2 separate regions of the Rattus norvegicus genome follow, and region 2 is linked to region 1. A link is a contact called in public Hi-C data. All regions are on one chromosome and are shown on one strand. The core of a region is the stretch at or near the end of the contact, and the rest is flanking DNA. Distances in the headings are between cores, read along the strand shown. Region 1 has its middle 120 kb from the start of Adamts1. Region 2 holds the start of Adamts1 (ADAM metallopeptidase with thrombospondin type 1 motif, 1).

Region 1 (3,208 bases), core at 373-2,872:
GTGTGGTGTGTGCATGTCTGTGGGGAAACTGGAGAAGACAGATTTATTCCTTACTTAGTGAAGAGTTCTTGGCTAGACTATGTCTTGTAGGCTTCTTGGCGGACAAGCATGGGGTGACTGTGGGGATAACTGTCTGGGTCTGTGTGTCTCCGAGACATCATTAGAGAAGGAAGTCAGTAAAGTGGTACTAAATCACTTTGAGAATTGACATAATGCCTTGTCACAAAACTCTGAATTTTGAAAGATTCTTCCTCTGTCTTAGATTCTTCTTAGCCAAACAGCTAGGATGTTGGAAGGGTGGTGAGCTTTGGTCTCTATGGAGATAAACTGATATCTGTTCCTTTGTCCCTAAGAAAGTGACCTTCTTTGGAAATAGGGTATTCACGTATGCAATCACGTGATGACCAGGGGACTATATATACTTAATTTTGGTGATCTTTACAAAAGGGAAGACCACTTAAAAATAGGAACACTAATAGAATGTTATCCAGCCCACAGGCATGGCAGGGAAGATGCAGCAGCCAAAGGACAGGGGTGACAGCGCCACCAGGGCTGGGAGAAGCCAGGCAGCAAAGCGATTGGGATTCTGTAGACATTTTGATTTTTCACTGTGTTTTGGGGCTCCATTTGGTGCTTTAAGTCACTGCATTTATGGTGTTTCCTTGGTGCAACCCTAAAAAGAATAAATGAGAGAGCTGAAATCAAACATGAAAATGAGCAAAATACTCTCGCTTGTGTGTTCATGTTTCCACTGTTCTCCTAGGGTTGAGAAGGGAATTTCTCTCAAGGAGCCAAAACCTGGAGACTGACTATGCAAAGCTTTACGGCCCGTCAAAGCTCCATCAGGGATCTCTGAGCAAATGATGCCATTATTACATAATTTTTAAAGCTACGAAAGATGAGTGCATTAAAGACCCACGTCTTCCCACTATTCCTCTCTGTGTGATTACGATACCGGAAAGAAGGTGGTATTGGTGATAAAGTAGGCTGTTTGTTCTACAGAGTTCTTGTGGAAAACACTTGTAAACTGCACATTTTTGGCTCACAAACTGTCATGTTAGATGCCTATGATTCCACCTACTACCCAGGGAATGGCTATCTGTTTTACCAGACACAGGATTTGGGTGAGATGGAGGTTAGCACTTCTGGGGATAACTTAGGAACCAGTGCTACAAAGATCTGATATAGTTGTCAACACTAGGTGGCATCAAAGAGCCTGCACTTGTCCTGGTTTTTCAGAGCTTGGCAGGTCCTCGCTGAGTTTAATGAGCTCTTCCTCACTTGCTTTTCTTTTGCCTCCCCCTCACTGCGAAGCAGATCCTTTGTGGTCCGATGCCCTACTTAGCTGTAGATAAAGGCTGTCGATCCCCAGAGAATCACGATTCTCCTGAAGTGCAAGATGGCGGCAGAGATCTCTGAGTGCCGTTTGGGAGCTGGGAAGGAGACTTCCTTTCTTCAATGGGCTTTTTGAGAAGGGTTACTCCGCACTTTCCTTGACCCTTCTTGCAAAGCCTGTTGAAGTTGAAATATGCTCTTCCTAGGACGTTCTTGATAGTAATAGTGGTTAGATTTCACCGGGAGCTACTCAATATGATTGGCTGCAACTTGTAAAATGTGGTCCCTGGAGCCAGTGCTCTCCCTGTGTTCCCGGGACTCGGAACCCTGTTTGAGGTTATTAAGGTCTCTCTGTAACTGAGCGCCGACCCACATTATCAACGCTGATGTTACTTTTCGTGGAAACAGACATTTCTTCCTAATCATCTCTCCTCATGTGTGGGAGACTAGGTCAGCCGGTACTTACTGCTTTGAGACTTCTCAGCATAAATTATAATTTGTTTTCATGTAATCAACATCCGTACAGGTCAAACGTAGACCTTTTTATAAACCTTTGGTTGGGAAATGGTTTTCCGGTTTGTGTAAACTGCAATGTAAAGACATCATTTAAGCAAATGGAGTCTCGAGGCTGAGTTTGAGTTTTAAAAAATTGTGAAAACATGGAGACATATAAATTCTGTTTCTGAGCAGTCAAGTCGAGTGCAATAGAAAATCTAGACTTCCTGTTTCATTTGCAGCTGCTGCGTCGTACACGTCAGTCTATTTCCAAATGTAGGCTTACATAAACCTTTTGTTTGGTGCATTATACAGCCTAGGATCAGAGTTTGGCCATAAGGTTGTTTTTTAAATGCAATTCGTGTTTTTAAAAAGTTACACCCAAGTAGTCTTTGGTTGATTTTACTTAAAATTAGGATTTTTAGAGACATATTCTCTTATATTTCATCCTTTCTCAAACAGTAAAAATGTTCGAGTAAAAATAAAATATTAGTTTTAGAGGCAGCTGATCGTGGGTTAAAAGTGCCATCTAGTGGTTGAATAAGGAAGTTCATTTAACTCCTAATGGGAGTGTAAATTTATCTTTTTTGCTTCCATATTAGAAAACAGTGCAGTTAACAGTTGGTGCAGTTATCCATCATCTGGATATGGCTTCACCAAGACAGCATACTATAGGGTGTGACGGAGCTGTACTTTGGACTATGGTGGAGTCAGGAAGTGGTGGGGGACCATCTGGTTAAATAAAACAAAGTAGATGGAGAAGAGACGGGAGGCCAAAGGAGTTTCCTGTTGCTCATAAACTTTTCTTGAGGTTTTTTACTTACACACCTAATTAATACATTAAAACCAACTCCTGTGCAAGTAGGAAGCAAAGTAGATCTCTCCCTCTGTCTTTCTGTCTCTCTGTTTCTGTGTATCTCTGTCTGTGTCTGTCCCTTTGTGTGTGTCTGTCTTTCTCACCTCCCCTCAACCCCCACCCTCTGTGTGTGTGTGTGTGTGTGTGTGTGTGTGTGTGTGCATGTGCTTGAATACAGGAAAATAACTCATTTAACTGTTTCCTCAGAGGCTCCTTCTTCATGATCACTTGCGATGGCAAACACAGGAAGAAAGGAGGCTCCTCAACTCCTCAGGAAAGCTCCTTAGCCACTGGCGAAGGGCAATGAATGAACTGATGGCACAATTTCAATCTTACCCATTTTTCTTGAACTCACAGTCATGGGAGTCTGCTAGGGCTCTTCCAGCAGGCTTCCCCTTACTTCCCTTCTTTCTCTCTCTCTCTCTCTCTCTCTCTCTCTCTCTCTCTCTCTCAGAACAGGCCACCTCTGTGTCCTTCTCCCTCTCTGAGGACATGCCACTCGCTGTATGACCTGCAGACATA
Region 2 (3,311 bases), core at 327-2,826, 120 kb after region 1:
TGACCGAAGGCCACAGAACTGAGATCACCACTCCGTTGCCTAGGCTCCTGAACACACATCCAGGTCACCATTGCTCCTTTACTCCGCCCTCCTTTGAGCTCTACGTGCACACACGGACTGACGTTACAAAACTCAGCGCGAAACTACAACCTAGTTAAAGTGAACTCATACATTCACTAAAGGAATTAAAGGGATGGGAAGAGATTCTCTAGTGTAAGGAATGGAGTTATAGACTTCTCGGAGGAAATGCTTCGCCCTTATCTGAAGGATCTGATTCCTTCTTTTCTTAAACTATTAATCATTCGGGCAAATAATAGTTCTAGCAGGCTTTGGTCAACTTTTTTGGGAGTTCCGACCCCAGAACCTCAATTCACTGCAGGTCTGCGTCATTCCCATGCAGAAGCAATCTGAAGTGTGCCCTCATAAAGAAGGGGGGCGGGGTGGACTAAGGGGGCCACTCTTATACCTGTTGGCTTTCCCGCGCCCTGAGGAGTGGGGTTCCGCAGAGGCCACTGGTCCGGGGTGTTCTGGCTTTCGCGACCCGAGTTGCTGGTTGGCAGGGTCTCTTCGTCCATGACACCGCACTTTGCGCCGCCGCTGCCCCGCCGCCTTCGCCTCAGGATGTGGAACCGCGGAGGTGCGATTGACTCCTCCTTCGGTTCGGCGGGGACCAGGCGCTCGGTGGCCACCGCAGGCGCTGGCTGAATGAAGAACTCCTCGCCTTGTAGGTAGAAGGCACCGCGCACACCTTCACAGAGGCTGAGGGCGGCGGCGGAGCTGGGGTCACCGTTCACCGTGCCAGAGTAGAAGCAGTGGGCCAGGTCCCCAGTGGGGTCCAGATGCTGTGCCTCGGACCCAGGACTGCGCCCCACCGTCTGGAGGGTGAAGCCAGGCGCTAAGAAACCGCTGTCTGGCTGCAACTTCAGATGCAGCTGCTGACCAAAGGCGTCCAGACGGAGGAGTGTGGTGGAACCGTGGCCCCGGGCGCGCTCCAGCGAGGGCAGCACCAGCTCCTCGTCTTCCTCCGTGGGGCGCCCGTGTGCGCCCCGCACACATAGCAGCATTGTTATGGAAGCGAGGAGTAGCAACAGCATGTGTGCAGACTGAGAGCTCCGAAACTTCGCTGCCCGCTGGATGTCCCCCATGTCTGAGCAGGGCTTCAGCTTGCCTGACCCCAAAGGGACTTCTGGCTGCATGACACCGCACACTGCAGCGCAGAGAACTCTTGTTCTGGTTAGACGGTTAGACGCGCAGAGCTTCGTTGGCCTGCTCCGGATGCTTAAAATTCACAAGCACTTTGATTTGAAAGTTCTTGCAGAGCTCGCAGCCAAAAGCTCCGGGTCACTTAGAAAAAGGCTGCGCCGGCGCGCGGGAATTTTTTTATTCCAGCACCGAGTAGTTAATGGCTCCGCACTGCTGGAGCCGCTAAGAGGCTGCTGCAGGATCGAGAAGCGCCCTGGAATTGGGGAACAAGTCCAGAATAAGAGCCTGGACTCTTCGTCCTCCGCCTTGGCCGCGATAGGGCTGGATCTGAGCAAGGATCTGCTCTCTCCGCCGGGCTGTGCGCTCAGGCCTAGTGACAGCACCTAGCTCTGAGCAGCTTTCTAGCGAGTGCAAGAACTAGGCAGCCTCGGCCGCCCCTTTATAGCCACATTGGAGCCCCTCCCCCCCCCAACCCTGCGACACCGCCCCCTGAGCTCAGTTGGTGCTAAACCGAGCTCTGCGCCTCGGGGCCCAAAGGGGGAGGGGGCAGCCTCCGCGCTGGCCTCACGCCACAGCTCGTCACTCTGGGGGTGTAAGACGCCGAAACAGCGCTGTGACCAGCACTTTGTACAGCCCTGGCTACTCTGGGGAAAAGAGTGAACCTTTAACTTCGTCTCAAGGCTGCTGATTCCCGGACCACCCTGCTTCCTGTCGCCCTTCCTGTGCCCCGGCTGGGCTGCAGTTTCCAAGAAAGAGGGTCTAGTTGAAAAGATTCCTCAAAGTTCCCTTTCTTCCCTACGTAGAGCCTCTTCTCCCGGAAAGTGGGCTTTAACTACAGCTGCCTTTTCCTTAAAAAGGACCCCATTTTTCCCGTCTCTTCTACCCTTCTCTGAGCACCTTGGCTACAGCGTCCTTCTCTTTATCCCAGCTTTTCTTGGGCAAAGTGTGTTGACTCTGCGCTTCTCAAGAGGGAGAGAGAGAGGTGGGGCTGGGGGGGGGGGCGGTCATGGGCACTCAGACTCTGGATTTTAAAAGTCCACGTGGAATGACCTTAACAGTTTCCTCAAGTCCTACCTAGAGACTTCTGGGGGGGCGGGGGGTGTATCTTGGCTCTTTCCGGAACAGTCAATCTGGAACCAGCTTGAGTTCCCTAGAGACTAAGAAGGGATTTCTGCTTGCTCTTCTTCACCAGGGAAGCAACTCCCGCCCAGTCCGCGTCCTTCCAAAATCTTAACAGCAGCTGCTGCAGGCCGCAGGCCAGGCGGACAGATGCAGCTAAGATTCCCCTCTTCAGTACCAAGTCCAAAGCAGGGGGGATGGGATGGGATGGGAGGAAACAGGGTTCCCCCTCCCCCAGCTCTTCCTACCGGGAAGGGAAAGGCAGCATCCGCGCGTTACGAAAGTCACAAAAGCTGAGCCCTTCCTATCCCGGCCTCTAAGAAAAAGTCGAGAGGCTCCTCCACTGAGAAAGAGGGAGGGGCTCTGCGACCCAGAGGAAGGAAATGGTTCACAATGCTCTCACTGGCGGAAAGGCATTAGGACAATCTTGAGAACCACAACCCAAGTCCCGAGGCAGACCGGCGGGCTCACACCAGCGCGCTCTTGCTCCCTGCCCTTCCCAGTTCTGGGCTCCGGACTGGCGGCCCCACCCCCATCAGTTGCTGGGTTGGCTCTTGGTTGATCCGCGTCCCTTTGCTCCTCCCCAGATCTTACTCTATTTGTGGGCCTCACACAGTCCCTTACAATCTTCCAAGGTGTCCTCTTCCAAGGCTTTCTGTCAGACACTTTCCCAGGGTTCTAGATAGCCTACATGAAAATATAAAAACTATCTCCCACACCAGGGAGGACCGAATTTTTTAAAAAAAAGTGGTTAGGAGAAACAAGGCCACCACAACCTCTTTCAAAGCTCTTAATAACTTCCTGGTGATTGCACCCACCGGAGGAGTCCTATCTCAAGTTTTGGTTGCTTAAGATTCCACTGATAGCTTAACTGTACACAGTAACCTTGTTCTTCCACCAGAGAGCTTTGATGTCGTCCATCTTCCTTTCTACCTCTTCATCTCCTTTTCAACTCTAACTGACTTCCACAGTTAGGAGCTGGGCCTGTT

The links. A called contact is a pair of places that touch in the nucleus more often than the background predicts.
Region 2: a contact with region 1 is called in a Hi-C map of mammary epithelial cells, with 2.5 times the contacts expected there. The contact joins the promoter of Adamts1 here to the enhancer-like site in region 1. A contact is called at or near these places in 4 of 12 Hi-C or Micro-C datasets (the Rat2 cell line, Schwann cells, mammary epithelial cells and 1 more).

The regions. Positions count from the first base shown.
Region 1 is chr11:38,302,174-38,305,381 of GRCr8, forward strand. No RefSeq gene overlaps it. Among named protein-coding and RNA genes, the nearest start is that of Adamts1, 120 kb to the right of the region's middle. Within about 2 kb of position 1,623, at least 35 of the 93 cell types and tissues checked have an H3K27ac peak or open chromatin away from gene starts, as enhancers often do.
Region 2 is chr11:38,425,808-38,429,118 of GRCr8, forward strand. Adamts1 (ADAM metallopeptidase with thrombospondin type 1 motif, 1) reads right to left here and starts at 1,577. Exons shown (of 9, transcript NM_024400.2): 1 at 467-1,577. The coding sequence starts at 1,196.